Linked DNA regions of Pan troglodytes: region 1 is linked to region 2. A link is a contact called in public Hi-C data. All regions are on one chromosome and are shown on one strand. The core of a region is the stretch at or near the end of the contact, and the rest is flanking DNA. Distances in the headings are between cores, read along the strand shown. Region 1 has its middle 53 kb from the start of KRT80. Region 2 has its middle 26 kb from the start of KRT8.

Region 1 (5,310 bases), core at 2,291-4,790, 740 kb after region 2:
TCACACTGACTGGGCTTGCCCAGGTGCGACCAGCTGAGATGAGGAGCTGGGCCCAAGGAAGCCTGGAGGTCTCGCTGAGACCAGGAGCAGAAGCCCACAACCAGGCCCCTGACTCCAGCTCAGTGCAGTAGCAGGGGACAGGCCCTGGCACAGGGAGCATCAGGCCTGAGGCCCAGGAGCCCAGCTTCCCCATGGGGCTGGACTCAGAGGGAAACCAAGGCAGAAGGAGAGTACCTCAGTGAGAGCCATGGGCCTGGCTCATTCTGGGTTGAGGACACACTGTGGACACAGCCCTGACTCCCTGCCCCTTGGTCACTCTCAAATGTGGAGGAATCATGACAAGGTGAGACGGCCAGGCCTTCAGGTGACCGCTCTGCTTAAGACAATGAGGAGCAGCCCCGCCTCCCCGCCTAGACCTGGGAGTGAGGTTTGTGAGGAGAGGGGCCAGGGCTTGCTCTGCTAAGTGCCCCAACACCACCAGCGGCTCAAAGAAGGTGCTAAGGTTCCCAGACAAGGACCCAGAGTGAGGCCGAGGCAGGAGGGCAGGCAGCAGGCAGGGGTGGGGACCCTGGATTCCCCGGCAGGGGGGAACCCCAAACCCCAGGCCCTTTCCAGTGTGAAATGGGGGCCCCTGCTCCAGCTGATACTCCAGCCCTGGAGAGTCTGGGGCTCCACTGCAGGATGCCACCTCCTGGAGCCCTGGTCCAAACCCAGAGGGTGGCGGGGTCTGGCCACCAGCTGGGTCTCCAACCAAGGCCATAGCTGAGAGCAACCCTGCAAAAAGGGAGAAAAAGCCCATCAGGGACACCACAGGGCAGAATGAGCAGATCCTCGGACACTCTCAGCAGGCCCCACGCACCTGACCCTACCCCAGAAGCCCTCGCCCTGACCCAGCCTCACCCAACCCCGAGCTGTGCCCGGTGCTAACTGCAAATGGCCCTCACCCTCAGCCCTGAATCCATCCCTTCATCTGACATGGTACTAATCCCAACCCTAACCCCAAATCTGAACTGTGCCCCAAACTCTACTTGCTTCTCTGTGCTCAAGCCCTACTCCATCCTCACAACCCAGCCCTAAACCAATCCCATCCTAAACCCCAGCTCTGACCCTCACCCCTCTCAGATCATCTGTGTGCCCAAAATTCCATTGTCAGCCCTACCACTGCTCCAAAACCTAACCAGCCCTCCAAGCCTTGCCTTCCCAGGCCCTTTCTAATCCTCCTCCCTATTCTATAGCCCAGGAGCACCGCACACCTCTATCGTCTCCAGTAACCCTCCGCTAAGCCCCCCAGCATCCACACTGCCCACAAACCCCACTTGTGCTCAGACTGCCCACATTGCGCCCACACTGGCCCCCTGTCCAGCCATCAGGAGCCTCTGCTGCACCCGACTGTGCACGCCCAGGCTGGGAGCTGACACAGAGGGACAGGGGCTGGGGACATGACGTGTCCCCCACTAAGAACAGCAGACGCCCTCCCAGCACCAGTGGCTTTATGACAAGACTTGTAGGGGGTCATTCAGACTCAGGCCCCAGCCTGCCTGCCCTGCAGAGGTGGGGGATGGGTCAGAGCAGGCACTTCTGTGCCTTCCCAGCTCAGGGCCCCACTGCACACAGCCCCAAGCCCACTCCTCTCCCCCAGGCCCTGGGAATGCGCACCTTAGGGGAGGGAGTCAAACCCAGGCCCCTGGCATGGGTTCCAATACGCCCAGGGGACTCATCTTCCCCCTCACCCCGCACCCCTCGATCCTGCCCCGCCCCCAGAGCACCCCAGTCCCTGCCCTACTCTAAAGGCCCAGCAGGCTGAATTGGAGACCCCCCACTCTCCTAGCCAGACTGGGGCCGGCAGTGGGTGGGGGCGGTGGTGCAGGACCCCTGGCTGGCCTCCCTCGCCTGCCCTCAGGCCCAGGCTGCATTCCCAGAAAGCCCAGGCCTGCCACTCAGGGACACACAAGCTGAGCTCAGCACCCTCCTCTGCTTCCCAGGAAGCTGCTGGGACTCCTCCCTCAGCCTCAGCCTGAAGTCCTCCTGCTGCAGTCACTGCCACAATGCTTCAGGTGCCCCAGACTCACCAGGCCCACCCAGCCCTCTCTCACCCCCTCAGCCTTCAAGCCAAGGTGGGCTTGGTAGGTCCTTCCCTTGGCCTGCCACTGTCCTGTCAGAAGCCCCAGCCCATGGAGCAGGGGCCCCACGCCCCCACCATAGTGGGCAGGGAAGACCCAGAGAGGTCGCAGTGTGGCACTTATCACTCAATGGAGCTGGAACATAACTCTCACCCTGCAGCAGGCCTCGGCCAGGCCGGGGCTCACCCCCAGAATCCCAGACAGGGGCAAGGGGTGTCTGAGGACAGTGGGAGCTGGGGAGAGGCAGGGGATCCAGGGATGGGTAAAGGCCAGGCCTCTGGGCCAGGGCGTCCCCAGATGTGCGCCAGGAAGTTCTTCTAGTCATCTAACCTCGATTCCCTACGATGCAGTCCAAGAGGAAAAGGAGATTCTCCTCCCAGTGAACCTCTCCCCTCCAGCTGCCATCCAGGCCCAGGCCCCGGCCCCTCTTGCCTGCTGACCACTCGGGCCCCTAGCCCCACCCCAGCTGGTCTCCCTACCTGAGGCCCCGCCCTCCACTACGGGCTCTTCACTAACGGTCAAGGCCGCAACACTCAGCCATCCCACCCAGCAGCCTGACCCCCACGGAGCCTCAACACACCAGACCGCTATTGCTGTCCGGAGGCCCCACAGCTTCCACCTCCCTGGTTTTGCTAGGCCGCCCACGGCCTGGAGTGCACTCCCTGGTGAAATCTTGTCTTTCCTACAAGGGGAGCGTCCCCTCTCTGAGCCCGGACCACTGTGCTTTGTGGTCTGATGGCCTTTCCCCGCCCCTGCCCCACAGCTTTGTGGTGGGCCTCTGCCACCCTCCAGCCCTCCAGCTTCCTGAGGGCACAGCCTCTCTAGGCGCAGCTCTTGCTGCCTGGCACAGCTGTGACACCTCCATCCCTCCTGCTACTGTGTGGAGGCCAGGCCCTAGGTGCTTCCCACTGTCCCTTCAACAGTCCTGCAACATTGGTGTCCTTCTCCCCATTGTACTTACAAGGACACTGAGGCTACAACCATTTTAGGGATGGACCAAGGTGAAGAGTGGGGATTACACCTCAAAGCTCGCCCTCCAAAGGAGCCTGCTGAAGATCTGCCTCGAGTGGGTGATGAGGTGGGGAGCCCTGGGGAAGGAGCTGGAGGGCAAACGGGGCCAGGCCCAGCCTTTCACCTATGTCCAAGGAATCCTACCGTGAGGTCCCCAGGCTCCACAGAACCCACACCATGAACTCTGCCCACACCACACACACACACACACACACACACACACACACACACAGCTAAGCTGCATGCACACACCCACCCAGCTCCTGTACCCCCACACCCCGAGGCCTGCACCCACACACAGACGTGCTCCTCCCCAACCCCTCTCCTGGCCTCCTCCACCCACACCCAGACCTGCCGGGCAGGCCAAGCAGGCCCAGCTGCCGGGAGAGGCTCCAGAGGCTCCCCACCCCCACTTGGAGCCAGGATGCTGGGGTTCCGTGGGGCAGGAGCGCCCCCAGCTGACAGGTGTGGGACACATAGGGGACAAGGACCCAATCCAGGCCCCAGACCAGAAAAAAAGAGTCCTCCGTGCCCCAGACCCCCTGGCCACCCACTGCTTCTAGAACTTACTGAGCACCCAGGCCCAAATTAGAGGGCATGACCCAGGGGAAGAGAAGAGAGGAGGTCAGGCCTGGCACCACGCTAGCAAAAACACAGTGGCCAGAGGCAGGCAGCGTGGCCAAAGTGTAGATGTTGCCTCGGGCTCAGTGATGGAGGGGCCAGGGGCTGGAGATGAAGAAAGGATCTCATGCGACTCTCAGGTTTCTGGGACTGGCTGGCTGGGGAGACCAAGGGGCTGGGAAGGCAGCTGAAGAGCTCATCTCAGACATGTTGGGTCTGAGGGACCTGAGCAGCGTCCTGGTGGAGGCCAGCAGGAGGGGGACACTCACGTCTGAAGCTCTGGCTAGTCAAGGGACATGGCAGGGAAGCGGGGAGATTCCTTATGGCCCACTGTCCCCCTGTCTGGCCTCTGCCCCATGCTCGTGCAAGTCTTCTCTTCTCAAAATGGGCTTAGTGCAGATAAGCCTCTGCTAAGGTCCCTTCCTGCCCTTGTGCTTGTCATTACCCGCCCACCCTCTCTCCACCAGGCCTCAGTGCCCTGCAGAGCCCTCCTGAGGACACACACTGAGGACACAGGTTCTATCAACTCCCATTAATTGAGCACTTACTATGTGCTAGGCACTTTGCTAAGGAGGTCACCAGCCTGAGTGAACATGGGGTCACTTTGACATCAATGCCCAAGTCAGAGAGGCTCCTGGCCCTCAGCAGCATGCTGCAGGGCCTCAGGTAGTCCCTCAGAAAGTCCTCCAGTTAATTTCGGGGCCCCAGGAATACTGCCCTATAAGCAGGAGCAAGCCTGCACTGGCTGTGCTCTGCTTCCCTGCGAAGACACCGCTGCCTCCGTGGCATGAGAACTCTGCTCTGGAGAGCACCCATCCTCCACCCATGGCCAGCTCAGTCCTCAGCCCTCAAAGCCTCAGTTGTCTGTGACCGGATGCTGAGGAGGAGGGATGGGGAGCGACTCTTCCCTCTCTAAACACCATGCCCCAGGCCCTGAGGCCACACTGTTTAGGCCAGAATCTTAGAGGCCTTCAAAAACAAGTCTCCCTCATTCCCTGGTCCTAATCTCCTTAACCTCTAAGGGTTCCCTCTTGGCAGCCCTTCAAGCAAGCAGGGCTGACACTGAGCCTACCCTATCCACTGTCTCCCAGCCCCCTTACTCCCCAAACACCTGCTACACAGACCTCCAGCCTCTTCCACCAGTCCAGACACCAAACGCACCAAATACACCAGATATTATCATTACTGTACCCAACACTTTACTATATGCTCTAGACTATGCCATTCCCTATATTATCCCTATAATAAGGACAACTGAGGAGGAGACTGAAGGTCAGAGAGGTTAAGTCATCTACTGAGGTCACACAGGTAGATTGGAACCAAGGCACATGCAACCCCAACCCTTCAGGGTAACGCCTGAATCCCCAGCACTGCTCCATGGAGAAGCCGCAGAGCCCGGGGATCTGCACTCTCTTACCCCTATGCTTGCACTCATGCCCACAGGCTGCCTAGGCCCCAACCGGCTTCCCCCAGCCCTGCGCCCACCTTTCCAGACCCGGCTGCCTCGTGCGTCCTCACTGAAGCCTTTCCCCACGCCCTCTGGCTGAGTGAGGTGCTC
Region 2 (4,844 bases), core at 869-3,368:
TGTGTTGCCAGGCTGGAGTGCAGTGGTGCCATCATAGCTCACTGCAGCCTCGACCTTCTGGGCTCAAGTGATCCTCCTGCATATGCCTCTGATTTTTAAATGTTGGCAACTAATTCAAATGTTTAGAAAAAACGGCCAGGGACGGGGTGGCTCACGTTTGTAACCCCAATACTGTCTACTAGTTTTCCTCTTCAATTTCCCCTCCTTTGAATGGTTCTCTTTTACTCAGTGCAGGAAGCACATACATGTACCGTTCTCCAGGCTCAAGATGGAATCTCACAAAATCCAAACAAGGTAGGAGCAGAGGGCTGGCACGGTGGCTCGTCTGTAATTCCAGCACTTTGGGAGGCTGAGGCAGGCAGATCACCTGAGGTCAGGAATTTGAGACCAGCCTGGCCAACGTGGTGAAACCCTGTATCTACCAAAAATACAAAAAATTAGCTGGGTGTGGTGTTGCATACCTGTAATCCCAGCTACCCAGCTTGAACCCAGGAGACAGAGGTTGCAGTGAGCTGAGATCGTGCCACTGCACTCTAGCCTGGGTGACATAGCAAGACTCTGTCTCAAAAACAAAAAACAAACAAACAAACAAAAAACAAAAGAAAAAATGGCTGGGGGTGCAGTGGCTCATGCCTGTAATCCCAGCATTTTGAGAGGCAGAGGCAGGCAGATTGCGTGAGCTCAGGCATTTGAGACCAGCCTGGGCAACATGGCTAGACCCCATCTCTACCAAAGGAAAAAAAAATTGCTGGGGCCGGGCGCAGTGGCTCATGTCTTTAATCCTAGCACTTTGGGAGGCCGAGGCGGGCAGATCACTTGAGGTCAGGAGTTTGAGATCAGCTCGGCTGACATGGTGAAACCCTGTCTTTACCAGAAACACAAAAAATTAGCTGGGTGTGGTGGCACACACCTGTAATCCCAGATACTCAGGAGGCTGAGGCAGGAGAATCGCTTGAAGCTGGGAGGCAGAGGTTGCAGTAAGCCCAGATCACGCCATGGCACTCCAGCCTGGGTGACAGAGTGAGACCCTGAGACACACACACACACACACACACACGCCCGGGGGTGGTGGTGCATGCCTGTGGTCCCAGCTACTTGGGATCACTTGACTGGGGGCGGGGGTTGGGGGGGTATGCCAAAGTTTGCACTGAGCAGAGATCGTGCCAGTGCACTCCATTCTGGGTGACAGAGCTAGACCTTGGCTCGAAACAGACAAACAAAAAGCCAAAAAACAAAACAAACAAAAACAAACAAACCCAAAACACACAAAACAAAACAAAACAAAACAACCTGTCCTGAACAAAATCAAACAAGCCACAGGAAACACAGCAGAGAGACCGAGGCTAGAGAGGCAAGGCTCGCCTTGATTCCTGCAGCATAAGAACCTGAGCCAGCGCAGAGGGGATTGAGGTGGAGCTGATTAAAGGGGCAAAATCTCCAACACCAGCTTCTGCCTTCATTTCTAGACTTTGAGAATCCAGTATTGGCACTGGGGGACAGTGCTGTGCTGGGGACCCAAGGGACACAGAGAAGCGTGGGCAGCCGTAGATTATCCTCTTTCCCTGCAGCCTGCTGTCAGCCTGCTTGAACTTCTGAAGAATGGGCACCAAGAGGGCTAGGATTGACCGAAGCGGGATGGATTTGTGCAAAACGGAGAGACATCAGACATCCACTAGGAGGCAGCAGAGGAGCAGGGAAAGAAACTGCTCTCCCGGCTTCTGGAAGCCAAGCCTGCACACCCTCCCACCCCCTGACTACATCCTCCCTATCCCAGGAGGCTGACTTGGGAGGTTGTTGGGTTGCAGGCCGCCACTAACCGACAGGGTGGCTTTGTGCAAATCAGAGGAAGCTCCCATCCTCATGGGAAATGTAGGCTAGGGCATGACTTGGTGAGCGGAGCTTGGGGTGGATCAGTCCACGTCCTCCTATGCCCTGTGCCCTTGGCAACGCAGGGGCCATGGTGGGGGGTGGGTGGGGGGAGCTGAGGGCGGAGGGCACTGAGGAGCAGGGTGAGACAGGCGTGCTGCTGCTGGTGTGCCCTCCACTGCACTGTGTACTGGAGGTTTGAGTGCCGGCGCGAGGCAGCAGGGGCTCCCCGCAGAGGGCGCCACATTGCCCCGCGCTAGCTCTGCGCCGGCTCCGGCCTTTCCAGCAGGTGGCGGGTTCCACTCTCTGTCCTGGAGACTGCTGAGGCCCTCGCGGGAGGTCCACGCCTGCACGGGCCTGGGGGCAGAAGCGCGTGGGCAGGACCCAGGAGGACAGGCAAACCGGCAGCAGACAGGCCCCAGGAGAAAGCAGCCGCCTGTGAGCCAGCGGCTCCGAGGTGCAGCACGCTGTCGTTTTGGAGGCTCAGAGAGGGGAGTTGGGTAGCATCGGGCAGAGCCAGGGTGAGAACTTCCGTGTCCTCACTCTCAGTTCAGTGCGCCTTCCTCCACAGCACTCCTTCCAGTTGATCCCAATCATGTCCCAGCCTGGCCCAAACCCTTCCTTGGAGACACACAAGCCCCTGAGCTTGGCACTCCAGGCCCGCCTGACCCCGCTGAAGTCACCTCTGCCGTGGCCTTCCACTCAGGCAGCTGAATCCCCTGGGGGTTCCCTGAGGAAGTCGCACCCCCTCACACCCTTAGCCCCTGTGCCTGCTGTCCCCCTGCCTGCAATGCACCTCCTATGGCTGACCCATCCACTTGTGAGCCTTTCATCTTCCCAATTTAGTTAGGATTTCCTCCTCTGGAAGCCGTCCTTGCCCCTCCGAGGCTGGGCTCCCCCTACCCTGTGCTACCCTACAGGGCCCTTCTCACCACACCACAGCCTCCCCAGCAGACGGTGAGCTTGGCCAGGGCCCAGTCTGACTGGAATGCATCTGTATCCCCGTGCCTGGCACAGAGCAGATGGTTGTAAATATCTGCTGCTAAATGAAAGAAAGGCCTTACTACATTCCCTCCCCACCCTCTGCAGCGGCAGCCTTGCCATCATGGAGGGAAGACACGCAGGCAGGGGGCTGTGGGTGTGTGCATGCGTGTGCGCGTGTGTGTACTGTCAGGTGCACATATGGAGGGCCTCAGGCACCAGAGACAAGGAATAATTCCTATGGGAGATTGTATGTGCATAGGCGCAGACAGGTACAGACAGGCACAGACAGACATGTGCACACCAACCCAGAAAGATGTGGAGCTTCATACACACGGGGAGATTTATTTAAAACAAAAACAATTTTCATGGAAGTGTAACATACATAGAGAGAAGTACTCAAGTCATAAGTCTACAGTGTGATGAAGTTTCACAAACTGAACAGATCATGCTACCAGCACTCATGTCAGGAAGCAGAGCAGAGTCAGCCCCCAGGAGTCCCAGTGAAAGCTGCATTTTTTTTTTCCCAGACAGGGTCTCGTTCTGTTGTCCAGGCTGGAGTGCAGTGGTGTGACCAAGGCTCACTGCAGCTGCAGCTTCAACTTCCCAAGCTCAAGTGATCCTCCCACTTCAGCCTCCTGAGTAGCTGGGACCACAGATGTGTGCCACCATGCCTGGCTAATTTTTATTTATTTTTTGTACAGACAAGTTCTGACCACGTCGCCCAGGCTAGTGGGAGCATTTTGAACACCTGCTGCCTGACTCCTAACCTGAAAGGCGGAGGGGGAAGGGCACAGGGAGGAGAGTCTGGCGCCCTCCAAGGGCCTGGCCTGCCCTGAGTTGCTCTAGGGGTGTTACTGCTTTTTAACCTCAGGCCCTATCTCTGACGACTTTCCTGCCACTGTCATTGCCCCTACTACTCCAGCACCTGGGTCTGCGGGACCCTTGAACAGCTCCCTCCTGGGTCTGCCCGGCCCTTGCACAGCTCCCTCCTGGGCCAGCAGGCTCAAGGGTTTATGTGTCCTCTTCCCAGGTCCACCTCAGGTGCCATAGGGCTTCTACGGTTTTGAGCTCTTACCAGCCATTGGCTTATTTCTGCTTTTTTCCCCATGCCTGAGGGGCTGGTCTGTGAGAGGGCATGGCTTTGGCAGTGACATTTTGCAGCTCCTTGCCCCAGCCAGGCTTATCATGGCTCTTGAGTAGGGGCAGCAGGGATAAAACGAAGGCTACTCCAATGTCCTGGAACTGCAAAGCCAATGGGTGGGCAGTGTGCAAAGACCTGTCCCCCAGAACCAGCTATCCCAGTGCAGAGCTGGCATGACTGTGTTTGGGACAATGATAAGAGCCTCCTGACACTGTGCAAGTCTGTGTGTTGAGACATGCATAGAGACGCTGTGTCCAGCTGTGCATATTTTATGGGGACTATGCATGAAACTATGTGTGAGATGGGGGTTTGGGACACCGTGTGGTGTGCTGAGAGTATATATGATTGAGTTGCACGTGCAGGGCTGTGTGCTGTGGGCCTGTGACAGGGAGTGCTGGTTAGGTATCTGTTCCAGTGGTGGTGTGTGTGCTTGAAAGCCTGTGTGTGTGTGTGTGTGTGTCTGTGTGTGTGTGTAGATGTGTTTGTTGGTTAGGGGCAGTGTGGACAGAATACCTTGTTTACAGTGGAACTGTAGTTCTAGATGTGTTTGCTGACTGCAACCAAGAAGTTACCTGTGGGGACCCAATGGTGGTGAGGAGGGGTCCATCTGAAAAGGAGAAGGGCTGGGTGCGATGGCTCATGCCTATGATCCCAATACTTTGAGAGATGGGAGAATTGCTTGAGGCCAGGAGTTTGAGATCAGCCTGGGCAACACAGTGAGACCCTGTCTCTATGAAAAATTAAAAATTAAAAAATTAGTCGGGCATGATGGCATGTGCCTATAGTCCTAGCTTACTTGAGAGGCTAAGGCAGGAGGATTGCTGCAGCTCAGGAGTTCAGGGCTGCAGGCAGC

What was found. A called contact is a pair of places that touch in the nucleus more often than the background predicts.
Region 1: a Hi-C map of induced pluripotent stem cells shows a contact between it and region 2, with 6 times the contacts expected there. The contact joins two enhancer-like sites. A contact is called at or near these places in 3 of 7 Hi-C or Micro-C datasets (blood and induced pluripotent stem cells).

The regions. Positions count from the first base shown.
Region 1 is chr10:43,726,616-43,731,925 of NHGRI_mPanTro3-v2.0_pri, forward strand. No RefSeq gene overlaps it. Among named protein-coding and RNA genes, the nearest start is that of KRT80, 53 kb to the left of the region's middle. Within about 2 kb of position 3,541, at least 2 of the 24 cell types and tissues checked have an H3K27ac peak or open chromatin away from gene starts, as enhancers often do. A contact at or near this core is called in induced pluripotent stem cells, where this site is marked.
Region 2 is chr10:42,991,338-42,996,181 of NHGRI_mPanTro3-v2.0_pri, forward strand. No RefSeq gene overlaps it. Among named protein-coding and RNA genes, the nearest start is that of KRT8, 26 kb to the left of the region's middle. Within about 2 kb of position 2,119, at least 6 of the 24 cell types and tissues checked have an H3K27ac peak or open chromatin away from gene starts, as enhancers often do. A contact at or near this core is called in induced pluripotent stem cells, where this site is marked.